Regions from separate parts of the Zea mays genome. Here regions 2 and 3 are each linked to region 1. The links are chromatin contacts, called in public Hi-C maps. All regions are on one chromosome and are shown on one strand. The core of a region is the stretch at or near the end of the contact, and the rest is flanking DNA. Distances in the headings are between cores, read along the strand shown. Region 1 holds the start of LOC100194152. Region 2 holds the start of LOC100274298 (UDP-arabinopyranose mutase 3). Region 3 holds the start of LOC100283762 (60S ribosomal protein L24).

Region 1 (2,935 bases), core at 258-2,757:
ATCTAAGGTTTTGGAAACCTCAGTTTTCGGTCCAAATCCAAAGTGAATTAACAAGAAATAGACTAGTGGATAGCAGTGGGGGCCCCATAGGTACAACCGCTGGTGTCGGACTGCCTGCACTCGGGTGATTAGCTCTCGCTCGTAGGCTGCCAACTTCAAATGTGGTGGCGCGAAGGGCTAGTCCACTTCAAATGTGCCGTCCTTCTTCAACTAAATTTTGAAGACTGTCCACAGTGGTTACCTCTAAATTTTTCCTCATCTTGTGGTGGCGCGAAGGGCTAGTCCGCGTAGTCCCTAGACCAAACAAGGTTGGGTCTTGGCTGGGGCTCCTCAGACTGTCCACAACGGTTACCTCTAAATTTTCCCCCCTATATCACTTTTTGCGTCACATCATCAACATTTCACCCCCTACTTTTTCATCCCCCGCAGCGGTTTCCCCTATTTTCTCCCCATATATCCCACTACAACTATAAAATATTATTTCATATACTACTTTTTATCTACTATCAATTTTTCTTCTACTAACAATTAGAGCCGGACCCATAGCACAGTAGAAGGGGGAGGAGAAGAGTGCGCGCTGCATCCAACGGGAGAGAGAAGAGGAGGACACATGCGCTCTATCGTGGGGGCACCGTAGGGGGCAGCGCTGCGGCGTATAGGGGCTGTCTGTTGCCTCTACGGGAGGGGAGGGAGAGCGGCCACGGGAGCCGCTGCACACAGCCTCACCTTACCTGTTTAGGGATAGTTTAGTTGATACCCTTGGAGCGGTCGAGTCAGACTCTCTTGATCATATGTAATCTTTGTTTCAGTTTCGGTGTGGTGTGGATGATGATCTTGCTCAGCAAGATCCTCATCTTGTATGTAGGACTTTCTTTTCTCTCTAATATAAAAGATGTCCAGCTCAGTTTCATCAGATTAGTCGGGCGATCATCCAACAATTGATTAGGATTAGCGCAAGAAAAATACTTTTTTAGATAATGGATCAGAATTTCGGCTTTCGCTTATTTAGAGGGTAAGACCAAGTTCACACAACTTGAAATAAATCTAACAGATCACAAAAATAGGACAAAACTGTAAAGCTAAAGGCTTGTTTGGTTTATGGTTAAATATGTCACACTTGGACTAATTAGTCATTCGAATTAAATAAATAAACTTAGACATAAAAGTTAGATAAAATGTGGTAAGTTAGGGCCAACCACCTGGGGAGAAACAGGAGTGAACTACGGTGCAGCCTTTGGGCGGATTCTGCTGAAGGTGGCGGAGCTTTGCTTGCCTTCTCCTGTTTGACCGATGGAAATGGCCTTGTTCCCTTGCTCCGTTGTTCGTCGGGCTCGCTCGTGGCGCACACGCTTGTCCGTGGGCATCGACCACCGGATTTTTCTGGACCACCCGAGGTTCTTGGAAGGATTGGACGTACAGGAACGGCAGAGAAAGACAGAGCGCCTCACGTGCCTACCGTGGACCAGGTCCAGGGGTGGGTTGGCAGGTTGCTGAGACTGAGAGCACGGGACCGTGAAGGCGTGAACCGAGCCCACCCACCAACCAAATTCCGCGAGACCGCGACTGCTTCTCCATCCTTCCACGAACTAGACGAGGGAAGAGCGCTGAAGCTGTGGAGGAAAACGAAGGATCTCCCCGTGCTTGTGTATGCCAGGTCGCCTGCTCTCCGTCCGCATCCCGTCCCTCGCGAAACTCGGCGCTCCCAGGTTCGGTTCTTTTTTGTTGTTGTTGTTTTTTTTTTGGGTAGAACAACGATTTCATCCTAGCTGGTTGGGAAATATATTGTTGTATTGCCTAGTAAAAGAAAATCTTGGTAACACTGGTTGAAATAAGTTTTGGATACGGCCATCTTGGCCAAATCGTGGGATTAACTGTTAAGTTTAGGTGGATGAACCATGAACCAACATGGACCACACTTCCTTTCTGGAAAGGGAGCATATGCCCTTGCCTCTCGGTGTCATGTAAATTCTTGTGGAGTTGGCCAGCAGCCAGCTAGTTTGGCTAACAACTAGTTGTACTGTAGGCTTAGCTAACAAATTAGCTCACTTATTAGCCTCCTGTTTGGATGAGCTAGAGCTAATTTGATCTAAAAATTACCTGACTAACAAGAGCACTTGACTAACAATTAGCCCTATGCTCCTAACAGAGCCTAACTCAGCTACACTGACTAATCTGCAAAGGAATGACTAACAAACATATAAATCCCCCCCATCACTGACCAATCTGAATATTTGCTGCCGAAAACTGTATAGCAGGTGTGCAAAATCCATGGCTTCAGACACTGGCAAGAAGCTCATCCAGATCGATGTGAGCTCGGACACAGTATGCCCTTGGTGCTTTGTCGGCAAAAAGAACCTCGAGAAAGCGATGGAGCAAAGCAGGGACAAGTTTGACTTCGAGGTTTCGCTCCCCCTCTTCAGATCCCCGTCATGATCCCGGTTTCAGAATTCTTGTTTACGCGGGTGCCAACCCTGTGTCTGTCTGCTTGCTTTGCTTGGAAGGTCCGCTGGCATCCGTTCTTTCTAAACCCTGATGCGCCTAAGGAGGGCGTCAGGAAATCTGACTTCTACAAGGCGAAGTTTGGTCCTGTTCAGTATGAGCGTGTCATTTCTCGCATGGCCGAGGTTTCTTCCTGTGAACTTGCCTTAGGGTAGAATTTGCTCGCTTTTGCGCAGAAGGTGTTTAGAGCTGCTGTCCTATTTTAACGTGTGTGCTTGTGTATCAGATATTTCGAGGACTCGGGCTTGAGTATGACATGTCGGGGCTGACGTAAGTATATGGTTTTGAAGATGTGGTTTGCGTTCATCTTTCATGCCATGCAGCATCTTTTATTGGTTTGCTGATGTAAAGATTTTAATCCAGAGGGGATACGATGGATAGTCATAGGCTCATAGCACTTGCTGGACACCAAGGCTATGACAAGCAAAATGCTCTT
Region 2 (2,935 bases), core at 266-2,765, 230 kb after region 1:
AGGGTGTTGAAGAAGAACGGTGTGGACGGGCTGAGGAGGTTCTTGATGTGCTGCTCAAGAGCATTGATATCCTTGCCTGATGGGTCCTTGGCAACCTAAATGACAGGCAAAGACATTTGGTTAACGAGACAAAAACACCATGCGTGCAATGATGTTGCTGGTTCAGATCACAGCTTCTGCTCGCTCAGATGGTAAAATTCATAGTTCGATTGCATTGCTTGATATTAATGCTAATGTTTCTGACAGATACAGTGCTGCTAGCTCAGGTGACAAAAAAATCAGAGAGATCCATCGGACTGCTGGATACTGCTTCCAATGTTACTACTGACGACGATGTTGCTAGTTCCATCATCAGAATTATGAATGTAGTGATGTGGGTCTTGCAGGATGGAGGTAAAAATTGAACAAAAATGTGAATTATGAATAGCTGGCACTGGTGAAAGGTGAAAAAAAAACGAACAGCGGTGTCTGGATTACAGAAGTTTGTCACTGCTCGGATCTGATCTGAAGCAGTCCAGATCCAATGACATTGGAGCATTCTGGCACGTTTTGGTTAACAAGTAAATGACAAACTGGATGTGCCAAGCTTTTGATCCGCGACGGGATCACATAAACAAGGACACCAGACCAAAATGAAAAGGACCCTTGTAACGACAAGGCACTAACTACTACCAGTACGAGGTGGCAGACATCTAGCAACCCCGAGCTAGCTGGCAGCCGCCCCTGTTTCCTGTCGGAACGACGGCACTAGAGCTACTGAGCACAACCAGCTGCTACGGACCGAGATCCGTAATGGTTGAGTATTACCCCCAAAACTCATACGGGTCAACGCGTTTGACCGCGCACGGCTAGATCCAGATCTGGTCCGGGCGGATCTGGGCCAACTCGATCGAATTTGACCCAGATCCGGTGTCAAGACCCCGCCTTCCCTTCGGATCCACGCGGAATGGACGAATGAAAGATCGGGTGTCAAGACCCCGCCTTTCGTTCGGATCCACGCGGAATGGAGGTATTGGAGGAATAACGAAACGAGAGAGACAAAAGAGAGAAGAAGGCATACGAAGCAGTCGTCGTCGATGGTGTAGATGTACTTCTTCTTGGAGACCATGTAGCCGAAGCAGCGGCAGGCGGAGTCCTTGAAGGATATGCAGGAGGCCTTGGGCCCGAGGATGCGGTTGATGTCGTTGCGGTTGTAGAGCTCGTAGTCGAAGCCCTCGGGGACCTTGATGGTCTTGGTCGGGTCGCCGTCCTGCACGATGATGAGGTGGTAGGGCTGGAAGAAGGGCCTCCACATCTCGAGGAAGTCGAGGTTGCGGATCGTCGGGATCACGATGTCGAGCTCGTCCTTGAGCAGCGGCGTGGAGGGTTTCGACGACCCCGGGACCGTCACCGTGCCCGCCATTGCCGCAGACGCTGATGGGTGGCGCTAGCGCCTCCGGATCTCGATCTCTCTGGCCCCCGCTATCTGCTAGCGGACCGGGAGGTGGGGAGAGATCTCGGAAGCAGAGGAGGTTGGGAGGCGTGGGAAGAAGCGGTGGGAGGAAGTGGTCGTTATATAGGAGAGGCGAATGGCCCTCCCCTCCCTCTTTTAATTTTTTCCTCTGCCCGACTGCCCCCACCCATCAATCTCTATACTAGTCTTCGCTTTGCCTTTTTTTTCATTTTAGTTTTCGTCTGGTAGCTTTGCGAGTTTTCTTTTCTACGTCATAAATATGTTTGTATGTTGAATTTTCTAACGTATCCAAAAGAGGCTTGGATTGGATATGTGAGTAGACATGTCGATGCGTGGAGGTGCATTTTGAAGATTACACTAGTCGGTTACTCGTGCATTGCGACGACTTATAACAATATTCACGTAAATTATCTATCAAAAATATCTCAAGATTTTTTATTGATTGTCTCCGCTCTCCGTATAATTTTTTTATTTGACTAACTGATGTTGTTGTTTACTCCATCCAATATGTCTTGGTACAATACGATCAATGAAGAGAGCGATTAGAAAAGAGTTCACAACGACTGATTGAAAGAACAGATATTATAGAATGACATAATTCAACCATACATATACCAAAAAAGAGGAATTTGCGAGTTCAAGTTTCTAAAATAAGTCACATGAAATCAAACTTATAAAAAGGATAGATTAAAATATGGAGTGTTTGCTAAAGTTAGGCATCAATAAAAACTGTATGTGCTCCATATAAATTATGATACTTCGTAGCAATTACTAACGTTTAAAACCAATAAATAACCTTTCCTTTTACTATTAATGTGACAAAACATTGCTACTCCATCCAATTCAGTAATCTCAAACACCATGGAGTCCATTACACCAATATGGTCTCAGAAACGACTCATGTAAGAGACAAGAATACAAGGGACGAGCACTCTGTGGTAGTGACTGCATGGATCTCCAAATCGTAACACATATTTTGCAGGATCCATGAGCCATCATCATAAGAACACAAACCATGTGCAGACAATAAATAAAGTATTAACACACCCAAATTATGTTCAATTCTTAGCACAACAAAAAACTAACACCCAAAACAACAGAGAAACAACACAAAAAAATTGCAATGACAGAAGGATGGGTGACAGCTACATAGAAGTGGTAGAAGTATACCGAGTCGACACTGTGGTAATAGAAAGTCCATGTAGACAGGCGATGTCGAGCCATCAAACGGGTACCATAGGTAGCAAATCAGGGAGCCCCGTCCCTCGCTTCCCCCACTTCCATGGGTTCGTAGAGCAGGAAGGGAAGGGAAGAGGCGGACATACCTGTCCGTTGCCGGAGAAGGACACAACGAAGACATGGACATCTAGAGACGACATAGGTAGTATACCACTAGATACATATGGGGAGAGAGCACGCAAGCGGAGAAAAAAGACCAGCGGAGCAGCTCCAAACCGAGAGGCACCCGTACCAGGCGTTAGT
Region 3 (2,935 bases), core at 247-2,746, 130 kb before region 1:
TGCTTCCTGTACATTGCTGTCCAGGTAAGCTTTGCAGGCTTCAGGCGGTTGTGGAAGTAGCGCTTGCATTTCGAGTTGGCAAAAAGGAAAACCTACAAAAACAGATGTATTTCCTTGCCATAAGATCATGCTATATAAAGCTTACAAACCTATTACAAAAAATGTAACAGCAAGTAACCTGAGAATCAGCACGAATAAACCGGATGCCTTTCCCAGGATAGATCTTCTGGCCACTGAAGCGGCAGAGTTCCGTCCTGCAAGGAGATGATCGTACTTAGAATAATTTCAAGATGTGTAACTGTTTCTAATAACATTAACCAATCACAGAAAATATGCTAGTCATGCCGAGAAAAAAAGGCATGGTCTAGCCAGATATTTTAACATATTTAAATGAAAGAAAAGAAATAGAAACTTACTTCAGCACCATCTTCTCGGCTTCAAAAAATCTTCACTAAAAACTGTGTAATTCACACAAACCAAATAAAGAAAATCAGAAGAATTCATATGTACATTTGACAATGCAGCTATGCAAATACAAAACCTGGAAAATCAGTAACAATGTATTAATCAACATGGCAAGTTTGCATCCACACAAAAACCAGGATTTGACAGGCAGCAGAAACACAGCCAAAAATAAATTCTTGCTGCAAGGGTTATATACTGGTGCATCTTGCACATCAATGAAATAGGAATCTATGCAATACCAAAGGCATTGCAACAAAGTGCATGGGCTTCCAATTCGAAAGCATGCCACAAACACCTAAAGGGCCAATAGAATTCAGAACTCAAAAGGATTTAACTGTCGGGTGACTACTGGCAGCAGAAACACAGAACAAATATCTGCTGCAAAGCGGGTTCCCTGGTCCATATAGCACACACAAAAAGTTTGGCAACTACGCTATTGAAACAGCTATATCACCACAGTACATGTGCCTTGACACCGAAATCAAAACATGCATAGCCAACTCAAGTCAACTGGACATATACCTCCTGATGACTATCTGCTTGCAAGACAATGACAACATGTGCAATAAAAAAGATGACAATGTAACCATGCAAGTACAAAATCTAAAAAATAAGCAATTAAGCAACCAAGTAAACTTACAAGCGCACAAATATCAGGTGCTATCCTCGTGCATGTAGCACATCAGTGAAACAGATACCTACGAATGCCAATACCGTGGCAGCTGTGTGCGTGTGCTTTCTACTCAAAGGGATTCTCTGATACATCTAGCACGCACAACTACGCGATTGCAACAGGTATAGAGCTTCAGACCCTCAATCCCTAGTTAGGGAAACACCAACAGCCAACTCAAAACTCAACTGGGCGTACATCTTCCTATGTTGATCTAAGTGACCACAGATTCACCACAGATGCAACAAATAAAACCATGAAATGACTAAACCAGATCACGGGAATGGAATTAGGGACGGTTCTAGCAACAACCGCACGAGATAAGCCGAGCGCAAGAGCTGGTCAAAGGCAGAAACGAAGTGAAGAAAATTTCGACGGTTGCCACACCTTTCGAGCGGAGCGGCAGGCGGCCGCGAGGCGATGGTGGCGGCCGTAGAGGAAAAAGACGAGTGTGCTGGTGGCTCCGCTAGGGTTTCTTATATGGCCGTCTTATATAGCTCATGCGTGGGCTGGCTGACTGGGTTCGGATAAGCTGCGAAGTGGCCGCTTTTGGGCCTAAAATCCCATCGTGGGCTTTATGCATAACAATTAACCCATGATTTTTTTTACAATAGGAATAAGTCATTCTACCTTCATGAACTATTGTCCAAAACTCAAAAAATATTTAAATTATCATCCTCGTAATTTTAACCCGCAAAAAAATTATAGATTCAAAAAAATTAAAAAAAATTAAGAGATAAATTGAGATAATCCTAGCTAAAATAAAATAGAGTAAAATACACTGGTAGTCCCTAAACTTTTAGTAGTGTATCATTATGGTCACAAAACTTTCAAAGTGCATATATAGATCCCTAAACTTATGAAGTTGTATAGTTTAGGTTCCTAAACTTTCAACATCCACATTCTGATCCATGTACTTCTATGGTTGTATCATCTGGATCCCTAAAACTCCGAAAATGCACGTAGAGTGGGTCAAAACTATTTGAACATGTGATAACACTAAAAAGAATTTTATGGACTTAGCTGACACAACCATAGAAGTATAGAGACCAGAATGTGTATGTTGAAAGTTTAGGAACCGAGACGATACAACTACATGGGTTTAGAATGTTGAAAGTTTAGAGGCCGAGACGATACGACTTCACGAGTTTACAGACCTAGACATGCACTTTAGGAGTTTAGGGGCAGGGAGGATAAACCGCGTGTATTTTATTCAATAAAATATTTAGAACTCATGAAAACATCTCATAAGTTTTCAAGAAATAGATTTAGCTTTAGAAAATATCCAAACATATAGAAAATTTACAAAAGAAGTATATTTAGCTCTAGAAAAAATATATCATCCATTTTGTTTCATTTTAATTCCTAAATTACCAAATACCGAAACTGAAGTAAAGTTTTAGTTTCCGTATTTAGCTGTTTAGGGTCTTTTTGGTTGGACGGTGACCGTGAAAAAAGTTTTCGTGGGCTCTAAGCTGTGAAAAAAGGATGTTGTGATGTGTGTGAAAGGGAAATGTGCCCTTGGGCAATTTCTATTATGTTTTGGTGATTAAGTGCTCAACACATTTAAATAATGTCTTATGTGCTAATTGAAGAGAGAAGTGCAAATCAAAGAGAAGGTATGTTTCTACACTTAGTACATAGTTTTTAAGTACTAATATGTTTTATCTAAGTGCTAGAAAAGTGAGAAGAAAAGAAGAAAAGAATTGCAAATGACTTGGCTTGGTACAGCCAAAGTCTAGCTCGGTCTGGCACACCGGGCTGTCCGGTGGTGCACCGAACAGTGTCTGGTGCGCCAGG

Evidence for each region. A called contact is a pair of places that touch in the nucleus more often than the background predicts.
Region 2: a contact with region 1 is called in a Hi-C map of ear, with 2.3 times the contacts expected there. The contact joins the promoter of LOC100274298 here to the promoter of LOC100194152 in region 1. A contact is called at or near these places in 4 of 25 Hi-C or Micro-C datasets (ear, leaf and tassel).
Region 3: a contact with region 1 is called in a Hi-C map of leaf, with 5 times the contacts expected there. The contact joins the promoter of LOC100283762 here to the promoter of LOC100194152 in region 1. A contact is called at or near these places in 2 of 25 Hi-C or Micro-C datasets (ear and leaf).

The regions. Positions count from the first base shown.
Region 1 is chr5:19,923,544-19,926,478 of Zm-B73-REFERENCE-NAM-5.0, reverse strand. It overlaps LOC100194152, which reads left to right and starts at 1,507. Exons shown (of 8, transcript NM_001358906.1): 1 at 1,507-1,706; 2 at 2,256-2,400; 3 at 2,502-2,624; 4 at 2,726-2,769; 5 at 2,863-2,935. The coding sequence starts at 1,648.
Region 2 is chr5:19,691,850-19,694,784 of Zm-B73-REFERENCE-NAM-5.0, reverse strand. LOC100274298 (UDP-arabinopyranose mutase 3) reads right to left here and starts at 1,515. Exons shown (of 4, transcript NM_001148662.1): 1 at 1,061-1,515; 2 at 1-95. The coding sequence starts at 1,402.
Region 3 is chr5:20,052,285-20,055,219 of Zm-B73-REFERENCE-NAM-5.0, reverse strand. It overlaps LOC100283762 (60S ribosomal protein L24), which reads right to left and starts at 1,496. Exons shown (of 6, transcript NM_001156661.1): 1 at 1,106-1,496; 2 at 417-458; 3 at 179-254; 4 at 1-92. The coding sequence starts at 427.